Linked DNA regions of Mus musculus: all the other regions are linked to region 3. Evidence: chromatin contacts called from public HiChIP or PLAC-seq and promoter capture Hi-C data. All regions are on one chromosome and are shown on one strand. The core of a region is the stretch at or near the end of the contact, and the rest is flanking DNA. Distances in the headings are between cores, read along the strand shown. Region 1 holds the start of Gtse1 (G two S phase expressed protein 1). Region 2 overlaps Celsr1 (cadherin, EGF LAG seven-pass G-type receptor 1). Region 3 holds the start of Tbc1d22a (TBC1 domain family, member 22a). Region 4 holds the start of Cdpf1 (cysteine rich, DPF motif domain containing 1). Region 5 holds the start of Trmu (tRNA 5-methylaminomethyl-2-thiouridylate methyltransferase).

Region 1 (2,700 bases), core at 119-2,618, 350 kb after region 3:
GTCAAAGAGGATACATAACCTGATAGGGTGCAAAGGCCCAGTGCTCAGCCCTAAAAGGGAGAAAATAATTGTAAACCCACATCAACCCTCTAAGACTCAGGGGAGCAAAGTTACTTCCCACCACATCTGATGACCTGAGTTCAAGCCCTGGGACCCTCAGGTGCTTGCACACCTTGGTTACCACCCCCAAACACACACATACACATACACACACACACACACACACACACACACACAAACCAAGTCATCGTAAAGATTCCTCCTCCCCTCTTTTAGACAGGGTTTCACTGTGTAGGTTTACAAAGAGAACTAACTGTTCTGGAACTCACTCTGTCGACCAGGCTAGGCTAGCCTTGAAATAAAACTCAAGAGATCTGCCTGCCTCTGCAGTTGGGGCATTAAAGGCGTGTGCAGCCACCACGTAGCAAGTCTTGCTTTTCAAAGAATTTGCCAGCACTCAGAAGGCTTCCGAAGGTGGCTCTCGATGAATTCAAGGCCAGCCTGGACTACAGAGTGAGTTCCGGGTTACAAAGTGAGGGCTCAAAAAAACAAGCAAGAAAGGAAAAGCAAACAAAGTAAGTCAGTGGAGGAGAAAAGAATGAACCACAGGGGAATGGGTGGAGTGAGGGACTCTGCGCTCAGTGCAAGAGAAAGCTGTTGCCATTTTGATAGCACAGCAACTGTGATTAACCACAGGAGACCCTCACAAGATTAAGACCCCCACTTAAAGCCCTTCTGGAAGTGGGGGGAGGCCCCTCTTAAGATTACATAAGTGGTTTTAAAAAGTGGGTGGGGATGTTGTAGGGGCTTCTTTGGTGGTGGAGCTATGAATTGCTAATGTCCTTGTAAGTAACTTCAGTTAAATTTATTTGCTTATCAATCCAGACTTCGTTTCTTTGATCTGTTGTAGCCCTCTCTATTTTGTTTGGGGTGAAAAGGAATACACTCCAGAACAGCCTTACGAACAGAAAGGACTTACCTTCTTTTTTACTACCAGCATCCATCTTCACCTCTCTCTCCACTGGTTGGCCGAAGGCACGTCGCGGCCGTCTCCTCCTTCCACAGAGTTCGCTGCAGGAAGCAAGGGGACGGGAGAATTAGGCAAGTCAGAGGCAAGCCCCAACTTGCTCCCGGTTTCCCAGACTGTGCGCCCCGAGGCGGGGTAACGGATTTCCGGCTCTGAGCTGCAGAGCTGGCACCGCAGCCCGTCCTCCCCGGATCTCTGCGGCTCGGGACCCGGTTCCCCACTCTCCGGGACCAGCGCTACGACCACTCCTTACCCCTCGCCTCTGACCGGGAAGGCATAAAATCCAGCTGGGTCTCCGGCACCGGTTTAAACGCGGCGCCCGGCTCCGCCGGCCGCCGATTGGCCTGTTTAAACAGGAGACGCTCTCGGTGCAGCCTGGGAAATGTAGTCAGAGTGCTGATGTACAAGACCAATGCCCAAGACTCCAAGCCACGGATTGGCTCCGCTGGGCGCAGGAAACTCCCACCGGAAGTTCCCATGACTCTCCTCCTCCGGAGACACAGAAAGGATTTAAGCGTTCCGCCTGTGGCTGTGCTAGCAAAAGGGACCGAGGCGGTGATGGTGGGGCATAGGAGATGGTCAGGCAGCTAGGAAGGAATTTGTCCCGACTCTCTCCGGTGCTTGTCCTGGTATCTCCAGTATTTCTCATGCGTCCGGGTACTCTCTGCAGCCTAAGGCCTCTCTCCTGTACTCTGGTGTGCAGGCCCTCCCTTTTCCCTCAAATGCAGAAGAGTGACAGAGCCGGTCTTAGCACTTCTTTGCTGCCAATATGTTAGATGCCTTTGGATAGCAATGAGCAGGAAACTGGCTTCAAGGTCTGTTGGTTCAAGGAAGTCCAGGGTTGGCCTGGATAGCCATCAAGAAGGCCATCAAGTCTGGATGTCGTCTCTACACATCGGCCAGGTCTGGCTCACTAGTAGGCAAGCTGGCTTCGTCGGACCCAAGGTTCCCACCGGCTGGGGATGGTGACCGGTTCTGTGTATCTGGAATTTTAAGGGCCAGGCTTTTCTGATTCACACCGGGGGCGGGAGGGGGGGGCGCAAGACCACGGTGGCAGTCACATCTGTGGTCCAAGCCTTTAGCTCCTGTGCATGAAATCCCTGCATCCCTGGGGCTATCCACTGGGCAGTAAAGTTCACCAACACTTCTCTTTGTATCATATCAGGTCATAGTAGATGTTCAGGAAAGCATACCCATAGTAACTCACTGCTATTTACATTTTCTCTTGGCTTTAAAAATATTTTTATTTTATTTTTTTTGCCGACGTGTGCGTATGTACAGGTATGCAAGTGCCTACAGAGGCCAGAAGAGAGTGTCAGGTCCCTTGAGGCTAGATTTACAGGCTCTACGTGGGCGCTAGGTACTGATCTCTGGTCATCTGGAAGAACGGCAAGTGCTCAGCCATGGAGCCATCTCTCCAGACGCATACACATTTCCCTTTAAGATCAGTCGCCTGTCCCTGGCAGATGCATGCCTTCTTTCATGAAAGCCTACACATACCAGCTTTTACAGACAAGGCATTCAATGGAAGCCATTGAATACCAGAGATCACAGCACAAAGTGGTTCAATAGCAAGGGCAAGTGCCAAGGGCTATGGGGCAAAGAGAAGGCACTGTCACCAGCCCACAGGCAGGGTGGAAGGCTTTCTGAAAGAGACAGAGAGCAAGACTCCG
Region 2 (2,700 bases), core at 122-2,621, 310 kb after region 3:
CAGAAGCGGGAAGAAGACGAGAGCTGGAGTTTCCCAGCCAGCTCAGAGACCTTCCTGGGTGATCAGACCCCTCAGGAAAAAAGAGCAGACCCTGCTACCTCCTAGGCATGGCTTCCTGGGCCATCCTAGACCCAGTCCTCTTGATGAACCTGGTGGCTTTCCTGTAGGGTCACAGTAGCACAGGGTTGGATCCGATGAACCAGGACCAAACCTCCTTGCCACCCTCCAAGGCCAGATATTATTCCTCCCAGAGCGGGCATGGATATGGGATTCATCTCCCAGGCGTGGACATGGGAGGCCCGTTCGAAGGCTCAGCAAGCTGAGACTCATTTTGGGGTCCTGTAGGTGTGCCTTCTCAAGGTCTGGATAGAGAAAAGTAGTCAACAGCTTCGAGCCACTCCCTGCTGCTAAGCACGGCATGCAGCTCACTGAGAGGCCAAGGCTCACTTCTGACTCGGCCCCTGCTGGCATGAGAGCTTTCCAGGCACCAGGGGGGCACAGAGCAGGCAAATGCACCCCAGGAGGACAGTGTGTGGTGGCAGGGGCTTGGCACGGTGCCCAGGTTTTCTGAGTTTTATCTAAACTCCCATTCGTATCTCCAGGTGAGGCCGTTTATCTCCCAGAAGCCTGACAGGCTGAAATGATTTAGTGTGTGTTTGTTCTGTTCTGGAAAAGCGAGTATGTTTAGTGTAGAAGCGTGTCCACACAACCCCGCCAGATCCTATGGTTGATTTCCTGCCCTTTTTCAAATGGCGGTTTTTTGTTTTGTTTGAGGTTTATTTGTTCATCATTTAAAGCAACAGCCAGCCAGCCTTCCCACCCTCCTCCTCCTCCTCCTCCAGCTGAGCCAGCCCCACTTTCCACTGCGGAAATGGCGTATGGGGATGGGGGGGGGGATCCAGCTCAGGCTTGCCCCCTCACAGCTGGCATTCTGAGATGCCAGCAGAGAGCATGCCCCAGCTGTAGCCCTGTTTCTGTCTTCAGCTTTGCAGTGTAGGTGACAAGTGTGCGTGCTCACATAGGTCCCTTGCACTGTCCGGGTGTTATCTCTGGAGAGCATGTGACCCTTGGAGGCTGACCTGGCATCAGGTGGTTCTGTCAGGGTACCCTCCAGCCTGTGCTCTGTTGCCTTTCCTCAGAGTGCGGTGACCTGGTATTTGAACATAGTCACATCTAGGATGAGGTTGAGTTTATGGCTCTCCTCCTATGTCTGTGAATCTGTGGGAGTGAGGTGGGGGGGGGGGCGGTGCTTTCCTCTGGGAAGATACAGGGTTATGGTCAAGGGCAGAACATTGGACTACAGCTGCCAGTGTGGGCCCCATGCATGGGTGTGCCAGTCAAGGGTGGACTTTGGTGAGGATGTGGCCAGCTGTGGGGTTAGATTGTGCTTGTGGCCAGGGTGACTTTTGCCTAGTTGTGGGTGGGGTCAGTTGCAGCTGTGGTTAATGGTGTGGGTAAGCTGTGGGTGTGGCCTGGGTTTTTCCAGGTGGCCAGTGTGAACAGGGCCAGGTTTTCCCCTTCCTCTCTGTCCCCTCTCATTTTCTACCCTGCCTGGCTTAACTTCCTGCTGGGAAACCTACCGTTATCTTCCAGCGGGCTAGCCTGGAAGCTCTGTCTAGGCCTTGACTCCCAAAAGGCCCATGAGCAGCTGCCCTTGGGCTACATCTTCAAGTCTCATTGTGGAACATCTCAGGCTGGGTTTATATGAATGCCTCCCTAGGCTAAACTCTGGGAGCTCAGTGTCCCTTGTCCCTTGTCCTTTTTCCCATGACCTTGTTCCTGACACTGCTGGGTCTTCTGTACACCAGCAGGCAGAGCTGGCTTCCTTGCTGACTCATTCCTCAAGGAGATGCGTGCTGTCCTTCAGCCCACGTGCCGCATTCTCATTTGTAGCACATGGCCTTTGGCCTGACACATAGCACTGTCTGGCTAAGGGCAGATGGGTAGAAGAGTCTCCTCCTTCTGTGGTCTTGGACCCGCAGAAAACATCAAGACATTGTTCCTACTGGACAGAGAGGCCCCTGGAAGAAGTGCTCCCTAGAACCCCGGCTGCACCTACTGGCTAGCATTTCTGGGAACATAGGCTGAGGTCTCAGCCCGGGAGCTTTTGGCCTGAGCAAATGCCACTCCATAGTGTTTTTAAAATAAAAACTTGAAGTAGGGCCTGGTGAGATGGCTCAACAGTTAAGAGTATTGGCTGTGTTCTTCCAGAGGTCCTGAGTTCAATTCCCAGCAACCACATGGTGGCTCATGACCCTCTATAAGAGGATCTGATGCCCTCTTCCTGGCCTGCAGGTATACATGCAGCAGAACACACATACATTAAAAACAAACAAACAAAAACAAACTGGGGCTGGAGATGGCTCAGCGGGTAAGAGCACTGACTGTTCTTGCGAAAGTCTTGCGATCAAATCCCAGCAACCAAATGGTGGCTCACAACCATCCGTAATGAGATCTGATGCCCCCTTCTGGCGTGTCTGAAGACAGCTACACTGTACTTAGATATAATAATAAATATTAAAAATCAAATATTTAAAAATTAGAACAAGCTCACAAAAATATTCTCAAAAAAAAAAAAACAAAACAAAAACAAAAACAACAACAACAAAAAAAAACTAGTGCTTTGCCCATCCCCTGTTCCTGAATTACCCGCACTCTTGGTAGTGACCCCAGGTCATGCTCAGCCATTTCTGCTGAATT
Region 3 (2,700 bases), core at 148-2,647:
AGGAGGAGGAGGAAGAAGAAGAACTGAGTCTCGAGATGTGAAGGCAACAACAGAAGTCACACTGCCACATGCTTCTGTTTATCTGGCACTAGGCTCAACGTGTTTATCCCTGTCACAGTAGGACCTTCTACTCATCATAAACTATAATAATAGCTTTTATAAAAGTTCTTAACTATTCAAGCAAGCCCAGTCCAGGTCCTGTAAAAAATACAGTGTCTGGGTACCTCTGAGGACTTCCTCCATCTCCCAAGTCACTGTGGCCCAGCAGTCAGTAACCCGTGCCAAGCCCCAGCCACTTTGAAAAGCACATTTTGTGGTTGAATACAGTGGATATCCGAGTTTACAAATTTAACATTCACACAATGGTGTCTCTTAGGAAGCACAGGAAGACAGACCATTTTCCGAGCTCACGAATGGTTCTACTTAAGTTACCTCAATGTCAAAACCTTCAGGACTGGAGAGGTGGCTAATGTTAGAATCTTAAATTTCATATCTGAGACTTTGGCTAGAAAACAGAATAAACTATGTTTGAAATCTTGTGATGGAGTTTTCTGAAATACATTTCCGGGTACTGTCTCTTCACTCCCTAAGACCTAGAGAGGCATCAGGCCACATAACCAATCACAGAAGGACTTTGGAGCTCGATAGCTTCCAGACTGCACCCAGGTGTTTTTATTATTATTCTGTGTTTCCTGTTGCTGTCAAAAGACCGGTGTCCAGAGGCCAGAAGGTGGGACCACAGAAATTCACAAGGCGCTTCCACGCTCAAAGGAAAAGCATCAGCCCACATGTGACAGACGAAAACCCAAGTGCTCAAACCACTATGCACCCCGAAGAGACCGACCTCCCCTGCAGGCACTGCCTCTCCCTGGCCAGTTTCCTGACTCAACCAAACTCTCCAGGGCATGACCTGGGTCAGTTTCTTCCAGCTTCCCCAGGGAGTCATGGAGTTTCGCAGGAGAGAACCTGCCTGCCAGGCTCTGGAAGCACTTGGGGCAGCTCCTCGTCCTCCTTGCTCATTGGTACGGCCACTGTCACCTTTCATTTCCCACACGCCCACTGCCGACCCCGACTCCCCTAGCCCCTCACATAGCCCAACAGTCTCCTAGGAGCCAGGTTCTCCTCCCCAGACTCCTACGCCACCCGCACTGCAACGGGACAGCACGGCCACCTGACCTCTGACCCCTGACCCCGACCGGGTCCTCCCCGTCACACCCACCTGCCCGGGACCTTGCTGTTGCTGCGCTTCCAGAACTGCTTCCTGGCCCCGTCGCTGGCCATGGCCGCTCCTCATCCCTCAGATCCGCAACCCTGACACCCGAGAGCGGTCGGCCACACCTCCAGCGGCCCTCTCCTGTGCCCCGGCGGCCCCCTCAGAGACACCAGGACTCCGAAGCGTAGAGCCGAGAGGCGCTTCCGCCTCCGTCCGGAAGTTGTGACTCGGCGATTCCGGAAGTCCCGCCTTCGTTTCGGGCAGTGCTTGACGCCATGAGAAGGCGACGCTGGGATATGTGCGTGGCTGTAGCGCAGGGAGGAAAGCGGAGTCTGCGAGCTGCGTATGTTCTGGCGGCGCTGAGAGCGCTCGGGTCGAGCGGCACGGACTGAGGTCTCTGGATCCCGGCCTCTGATCCCCGGCCATGAACTCCGGAGCCGCGTGCGTCTGGGGTCCGAGTCGGTCTTATTTGCTCGCAGCCAACCAGCAAGTACCGAGAACCAGAAGGAGCACAGGCAGATCGGGACCCTGCTGCGGGCGGACAGGCGAGCGGGAGGATGGAGAGCTTCTCCCGCTGTAGTGTGGTCCAAGCCTCATCGCCAGGGCATTGACCCCGGATCAGTAAACACTGCACAGTGAGGTGAAGGAAGCGACTTCCACCGGAGCACATCTGAAGCGATGGCGGGGATCTGCCTGGGCTTCAGCTGAAAAACGAATAGGCACGGAGACACGAAGACTTCATCTTGCCGGCGCTTGCGTGCTTCCAAGACCGCAGTAAAGTGTGCTTAATTGTAAGATACATTCAAGATCCAAAAATCTTAATACGGAAATGTTAATTATAAGTTTACATTAAATGATACTTTATATATATTGGGTTCTGTAGAATATATTGTTATGTTTACTTTCACTTTTTGCTGTGTAGTGTAGCTACTTGAAATTACTTACGTGATTGGTGTAAAATTTCTATGATCTTAGACTCAAGGGTGAGAGGCTGGCATCTCAGGCCGGAGCTTTAGTGAAACACTGGTAATGCCAACTTGTGGCCTTTACTACTGAGAAACATATTCACGACAGCTGTCTCGTGCACTTTTTCTGCTTTTGATATGGTCTTCCTGTTTAACCCAGGCCCTGACTATATTCTCAAGACCCAGACTTCTAGACATATTGAAAGTGGTGTTGGGTTAGCACATGGTGGATGCAAGAAATCACACTAAAGAACCTTATATAGCTTAGCCCAGTTGTATGCCAGACTTATCCTCAGTACTCAGAGCAGGGTCAATGGCCTAGAGCCCTGTATCTCAACTTTGTTCCCATTCTTTAAGAGTAAAGCCTTCTGCAGCTCCTTTTAGACTGCAGCAGCTACCTGACTCCACTTTGACTCTGCAGAAAGGGGTGGCACCTGTTCCTCTTCATTTCCTGCACAGCCGGAGCCTTAGGAACTGAAATAGTACATCCCAAATGTTTGCTGTCTGGATGACAATACCGGG
Region 4 (2,700 bases), core at 1-2,500, 400 kb after region 3:
TTAAGTCCCAGAAACTAGAAAGGCAATTTCCACTATTGTTGTCTGCATGCCAAAATTAAATGAAAATACTTATATATTGCAGGATATGGAGAAGTCAGGCTAAAACTGCTGAGGGAGTCCAGGCTGCTGAGGGAGAATTATTGCCAAGGATCCTACTTAGTTATGGATTCTATTATGTCACTGTGCCAGGCAAAGTATGTCTCCTGGTGCAATAGTGGTAAGCCAGTACTGATGTTGACAACACTTTCTGGTTGGATTTGAGGCTTCACAGGAGGGAACCTATGTTTGGCCTTATAAACCTGTGCAAAAACTTGTGGCTGGTGGTCATAGGCTCCAGTGGGGACAGTACTGTAATTGTTTTGTTAAATGAACAGACATTCCTTCTAAATACTTGTATTTCTTACCCATAGATTACTGCTGCTATCTGCCTCAGGTGTGGAGGAAATTTCATCTTGACAAACTGTGGTAGTTACTGAGGAGACTCAAAACCAGTTAAATAACTGTGAACCAATGCCTACCCCCATGGCATAGTGGTCCAATGCCCAGCCAGAATGTAAGAAAAGAATTAGATTTCTATGTAACTCCTTCCAAGGTTCAGGGAACATTAGCCAGGAGGGGTAAATAAGAGTCACAAGAAGAAGTTAAGTGTTATATAGGCTTTTCTTGTAGATGGAAACATTCCCTCCTGGAGGCAGATCAGGACGTACAAGAATCAGAAAGCTCACTAAACTTAACTAAGTTAAGAATATCCATAAAGCCCCTTTCCCAAAACCGTGAGCAACTGCTGCAGGAGATAGGTGGAACTACTTCCAAATCGTGCAAAGTCCCAGAGACAGCTCGTAGGCCATCACTCCCACTGGGTAGACTTTTCAACGTTGCAGTTGCCTGAGTCCCTTCTCCCAGAAAATAACCCCAGTACATTCATTGGTGCACCAGGCAAGATTTAGGTAGAATATGTTTTTTTTTTCTGAAGCCCAGAGAGCTCTCCAGCCGCGACCCACAATCACTATAAGCTAGCAGCGGAAACGGAAGCGACAGTAAAGCTCTACCCCGGCAAGGACGCTCTTTTGGCTTTTCTTGCTTAAGGAGGCTGGGACAGAGTGGAGTTGCTTAGGCGCCATGAGGCAAACCGGGGGAAACCGGTAGTGTGGCGGAGCTTCAGCGGGTGATGAGATTGGGCTGCACAAATGCCATGGATCGAGGGCGGAGCCTCAGAGGAGCTAGGGCGGAGCCGCGCAGGCGCAGTGAGGCGGAACTAGTACTGTGGGCGGGCCACGCAGGCGCTCTGGGGGTCCCGGAGGGGAGGTGGTGAGTTTGCGGGGCAGTGTGCTGCAGGAACGCGCGTGGCTAGCTGGAAATGTCCCCTCTGTGTTCCGGCTCGCTGGATCTGTCCTCGGTGCCTCTGGAAGCCGAGGGGTGGGGGTGGGGGAGGCGTTAGACACCCAGCACGGGGAGGGCTGTGCGCGGGTGGCTCGGACCGTGGTGTATATGGTCGCCAGGCGGAGCCCTGTTGACCTGGGGAGACTCAGAGCGGGAGGAGGAGGCTCTGGCGGAGTCCCACTATCCTGGGACTGTCTCCTGACTGTCACCTGCTGCAAGGGCAGCGCGCCCAGCAGCCTCGGCGAGGGCCTGTGACGTGCGAATTAAGATACCACTAGCTAGGTTCGCGCACACCCAAAATAGAATTTCCGTTTTAGACGTCAGTCGGGACATCTGTCAGTTTCCAAGGCGCACATATGCTCCTTTCTGGCTCCAAAGCTCGGTTCTGTAGGACGCAAAGGGTTAGAGGCGGGCGCGCAGCTGGGGCTGGAGCTGGGGATGGGAACTTTGAAAGGCTAGTAGGAATTCCGATACAGCTCGATACAAATCCAAGAATCGCGTTTTCTCGAACTCATCAGACAGCTGCTGTTGCCATCAGACCACTGACCCAGCAATTTACGGAGAGGCGGGGCCTCCAAGGCCTTGAATATAGAAGTGCCATCAAACAGTTAAGAATGCAGCCTTATCAAGTGGACTAGGATACACCTCCCCACCCCAACCTCCTGGTGAGCCAATAGAAACACCCACCGTGGGCTTTTTTCCAGCATGCCCTGGGTGCTGATGGGTAAGACGAAGGACAGAACTGAAGTCTTTATAACTTTCCTGTAAACTGACCTGGGAAAGGCTGTGATTGCTGTATAAATTCATCTGCCTGGATCTTTCAAGGGGACCAAAGTTTCAGACTAACTTTGGTAGGGCAGGAAAGTATGCTCTATGGCAAGAGCAGATTCTTGCGTCCAGTGAAGGGAGGCGGCAGGAGGCACGTGAATCTGTCCTTAAATAGTATCAGAGAGGCCAGTACACCTAAGCACAAGTAAATGCGTAGCCAGTGTAGCAGAAGAACAGGAAAGGCAAACCCACTTCACTTACTGGGTTGATTCAGCACCAAGCAGCACAAGCCAAGCATACGTGTCCACAATGCTGCCTTTACCTTTACCACCTTACCAACAAACCCCAGTTTATAACTCAGATTGAGACCACAAGGAAGAGCAAAGAAACAGCTTTGCTGCCAAGGACCAAAATAGGCACAGAGCCACACACAGTGGAGATGTTAGATAGACCTATCAGATGGGGGGCGTTTAAAGCAAGCACAGTTAAGATGTTGAATGTGCTAGTGGAGAAGATGTATATACCATGCATATATGGATGGTGATTTCAGCA
Region 5 (2,700 bases), core at 19-2,518, 340 kb after region 3:
ACTCAGGTCAGGAACCTGAAGGCAGAATTGAATCATAGGTTATAAAAGAATACTGCTTATGGGCTTGTTTCTTTGGCCTGCTCAGCCTGTTTTCTTATAAAACCTAGGACCACCTGCCCAGAGATAGCATTACTCCTAATGGAACGAGGCTTCCTACACCAATTATTAAGAGAAGGCCCCACTGACTAGCCTACAGGCCAGGGTGATGACAGTTTCTCAGCTGAGGTTCCCTCCTACCAGAGGACCCTAACATGTCACATAGTTTTAATGTGACATAAAAACTAGGCAGCAGTTGATCTCCCTTTAGTAGTAAAAGATAAATCTGTAAGAATGATGCCAACCTTTGCCACTTCCCAAAGCATCTAGTTACACAGTTCTCATTGGAAACCTTCAAAGACTCACACTGCCTACTCAACATTACCCCAAATTCCTTAATACCGTCAGCTTCACTAACCCCACTATATCCTATTCTGGCCGGCACTCTCTCCTCTGCCTCCTGCCTGTGTTACTGCAGCCAGTTCTTTGTAGAGAAATGCTTCCCTCTTCCTTTCTCACCATAGTACACACCTGTATCCTGTGGCTCTTTTACTCTGTCATAACAGCTGTGATTATAAAAGAATCGCTCCTGCTTTCCGATATATCTCACATTGTATAGCTAACCCTTTCAATACATACTGTGCCATTTAATCATTCCAGTCATCCCATATTACGGGTCATCCCATTTTTACTGGGGGGTGCTTAGTTAACTTGCCCAAGCCCAGGCTCCTGGCCCCGCGCCTCTGCACCCCGCGTGCCCCGGGGAAGATGATCCACGGCTGAGGGGGACTCCATTAAAAGCCGCCAAGGTGAATGCGGAGAGGTTGACACAAGGTGGGGCCACACAGCAGGAGGAATGTACACCGGTCGTTGGAATCAGATCCGAACCCTAAGGACCCATGAGGCTACATCTACAAGTCAGGAAGAACTGGTAGCTGTTCGGAGTGAAGTTTGTCATCCAACGAAGGAGAACACTGGAGTGATTTTGTCATTAGAGTTGGCGGTGTCCTCGCCTGGAGGCCCGCGGAGTCTGCAAAAGGCCAGGCCTCAGACCTGGAGGAGCCCAAGCTCCTGTCCCCAGTGAGGAACCCTGGCCTCACCTCTCCGCCGCAACAGCAGCGCCGCCACCGCGCTGTCCACACCGCCAGACAGGGCGCACACGACGTGCCGCAGCGCCGACATCAGGCTACACCGCGAGCTTTCTGGCTGCGTCCAAGCTACGCCGGAAGTCCCAGCCTCCGGGGGACGGGGGGGACGGGGGGGGGGGGCGTCCTCACTCTTCACCCGGCGGGAAACGTGCTCCGCTCACCCAGTGTTCTGCAGGCTTTTGGGTTCCGCGCGGCGGATCGGCCGAGGAGCACTAGGTGGCAGCATGTCCCAGATAGGCCAGCGATGAGTTGGTCGGGTCCGGCTTCTTAGCCACCACTCGCTGCCCTTGCGACGTTTTCTTCTGTGCTCAGCTGGCGCTCCTGGGTCAGCTGCACCAGGAACAGCCTCCGCTCGGGCTTGAGGTCTCAAAGGCGTTCCTGGGCACACACAAGGTCGAGATGCTGTGTCGGCCGCTGGCTCCTCCTGTTTACCCGCTGGAGGGACAGGGCTGTCAACACGTTCTCATTGGATTCTAGATGCTTGCGGGCCTGGCGGGTGCAGAGCCAGTGGAGGACAAAGCATAGTGGACCGTTGCTCAGTAAGGCTTTGCTAGCAGCTCAGTCAACGGGTTGGAGTAGGGGATGGGAGCGTAGTTAACCAGACCCAGACAGTAGCTGGGAAGGATGGGCCACGGAAGACTGGGAGAGTTTGGAGTCGCACCTGTTCATCCTGGTGCCTGTGATTTAAGAGTGTTTGTTTCGTGGGCCATTCTTGGAGGACGAACGAGCACTCTGCGGGGATCAGCTCTAACGAGTGGATGCTTTGGGGACCTCAGGCTGGAGCTGTGGCTCTTCCTGAATTGATTGTGGGGGGCCTCGCACATGACAGATGTTGAGTGGCTGCTGGAAGAAAATAGATACGAGTCCTGGGACAGAAAGAGAGAGAGAGAGAGAGAGAGAAGAGAGAGAGAGAGAGAGAGAGAGAGAGAGAGAGAGAGAGAGAGAGAGAGAGACAAAAGGGCAGGGGGTCATGTCTGTGGAGTGTTCTAGCCTTGAGGACCAGGACCTCCCTTCTTGGGTATGGGCATTTAGTATAGCAAATCTCACTTTTCCTACCAGAACCTATGATAGGGCCAACCACAAAGTAGCAGAAACCAGACAAACCTATGTTAGAATTTTTGTCTACTTGACACAAGCTAGGGGTGGGGGGACATCAATTGAGAAAATGCTTCCATTAGATTGGCCCTTAGACAAGTCTGTGAGATTTGTTGATTGATGTGAGAGCCACACCAGTGCAGGTGATCTTGGGTTGTAAAAGAAGGCAAACTAATCAAGCCATGCGGAGCAAGCCAGTAAGCAGTGTTCCTCCATGGCCTCTGCTTCAGTTCCTGTCAAAATTCCGTCTCTAACTTTCCTTCAGGTTGGTCTGTGATTCGGATGTGCAAACCACATAAATAAACCCTTTCCTCCCTGCGCTGCTGTTGGCCAGTATTTTCTTACACTAGAGAGAAAACTGGGGCGTTTCTTTTTCCTGCACAAGGTGTTTTTTGCTTCCCTATAACTCCCAAAGTCTGCA

The links. Promoter capture Hi-C pulls out the DNA fragments that hold promoters and counts their contacts. HiChIP or PLAC-seq counts read pairs in DNA pulled down with a chosen protein or histone mark. Capture Hi-C pulls out chosen DNA fragments and counts their contacts.
Region 1: an H3K4me3 HiChIP or PLAC-seq map of pro-B cells shows a contact between it and region 3, with 4 times the contacts expected there. The contact joins the promoter of Gtse1 here to the promoter of Tbc1d22a in region 3. A contact is called at or near these places in 4 of 39 promoter capture datasets (the HPC-7 cell line, cranial neural crest, embryonic stem cells and 1 more), 1 of 15 datasets of contacts at CTCF or cohesin (large pre-B cells), 6 of 484 Hi-C or Micro-C datasets (CD4 T cells, CD8 T cells, embryonic stem cells and 2 more), 12 of 115 datasets of contacts at active chromatin or transcription factors (the 230-238 cell line, the SCID.adh cell line, bone marrow-derived macrophages and 8 more) and 2 of 9 other capture datasets (adipose tissue and liver).
Region 2: an H3K27ac HiChIP or PLAC-seq map of T-cell acute lymphoblastic leukemia shows a contact between it and region 3, with 4 times the contacts expected there. The contact joins the enhancer-like site here to the promoter of Tbc1d22a in region 3. A contact is called at or near these places in 8 of 39 promoter capture datasets (the 3T3-L1 cell line, the C10 cell line, HPC-7-derived erythroid cells and 5 more), 4 of 15 datasets of contacts at CTCF or cohesin (the NIH/3T3 cell line, embryonic stem cells, large pre-B cells and 1 more), 30 of 484 Hi-C or Micro-C datasets (B cells, CD4 T cells, CD8 T cells and 15 more), 17 of 115 datasets of contacts at active chromatin or transcription factors (the 230-238 cell line, the SCID.adh cell line, T-cell acute lymphoblastic leukemia and 10 more) and 2 of 9 other capture datasets (embryonic stem cells and liver).
Region 4: a promoter capture Hi-C map of adipose tissue shows a contact between it and region 3. The contact joins the promoter of Cdpf1 here to the promoter of Tbc1d22a in region 3. A contact is called at or near these places in 1 of 39 promoter capture datasets (pre-B cells), 3 of 484 Hi-C or Micro-C datasets (CD8 T cells, Th1 cells and natural killer cells), 2 of 115 datasets of contacts at active chromatin or transcription factors (large pre-B cells and pancreatic cancer cells) and 1 of 9 other capture datasets (adipose tissue).
Region 5: a promoter capture Hi-C map of pre-B cells shows a contact between it and region 3, with 7 times the contacts expected there. The contact joins the promoter of Trmu here to the promoter of Tbc1d22a in region 3. A contact is called at or near these places in 12 of 39 promoter capture datasets (the 3T3-L1 cell line, 3T3-L1-derived adipocytes, the C10 cell line and 6 more), 4 of 15 datasets of contacts at CTCF or cohesin (the NIH/3T3 cell line, embryonic stem cells, large pre-B cells and 1 more), 18 of 484 Hi-C or Micro-C datasets (B cells, CD4 T cells, CD8 T cells and 8 more), 12 of 115 datasets of contacts at active chromatin or transcription factors (the 230-238 cell line, the SCID.adh cell line, acute myeloid leukemia and 7 more) and 3 of 9 other capture datasets (adipose tissue, embryonic stem cells and liver).

The regions. Positions count from the first base shown.
Region 1 is chr15:85,858,375-85,861,074 of GRCm38.p6, reverse strand. It overlaps Gtse1 (G two S phase expressed protein 1), which reads right to left and starts at 1,368. Exons shown (of 12, transcript NM_001168672.1): 1 at 1,281-1,368; 2 at 980-1,071. The coding sequence starts at 1,004. Ttc38 (tetratricopeptide repeat domain 38) reads right to left here. Exons shown (of 14, transcript NM_001033337.4): 14 at 2,253-2,700.
Region 2 is chr15:85,908,007-85,910,706 of GRCm38.p6, reverse strand. All of the region lies in intron 24 of Celsr1 (cadherin, EGF LAG seven-pass G-type receptor 1), which reads left to right. Among named protein-coding and RNA genes, the nearest start is that of Trmu, 30 kb to the right of the region's middle. Within about 2 kb of position 1,371, at least 53 of the 459 cell types and tissues checked have an H3K27ac peak or open chromatin away from gene starts, as enhancers often do. A contact at or near this core is called in the CH12 cell line, the G1E-ER4 cell line, the MNK3 cell line and 5 more, where this site is marked.
Region 3 is chr15:86,213,156-86,215,855 of GRCm38.p6, reverse strand. It overlaps Tbc1d22a (TBC1 domain family, member 22a), which reads right to left and starts at 1,397. Exons shown (of 13, transcript NM_145476.2): 1 at 1,220-1,397. The coding sequence starts at 1,281.
Region 4 is chr15:85,810,247-85,812,946 of GRCm38.p6, reverse strand. It overlaps Cdpf1 (cysteine rich, DPF motif domain containing 1), which reads left to right and starts at 1,250. Exons shown (of 5, transcript NM_197998.2): 1 at 1,250-1,308; 2 at 1,899-2,045.
Region 5 is chr15:85,877,895-85,880,594 of GRCm38.p6, reverse strand. It overlaps Trmu (tRNA 5-methylaminomethyl-2-thiouridylate methyltransferase), which reads right to left and starts at 1,268. Exons shown (of 11, transcript NM_028063.2): 1 at 1,137-1,268. The coding sequence starts at 1,218.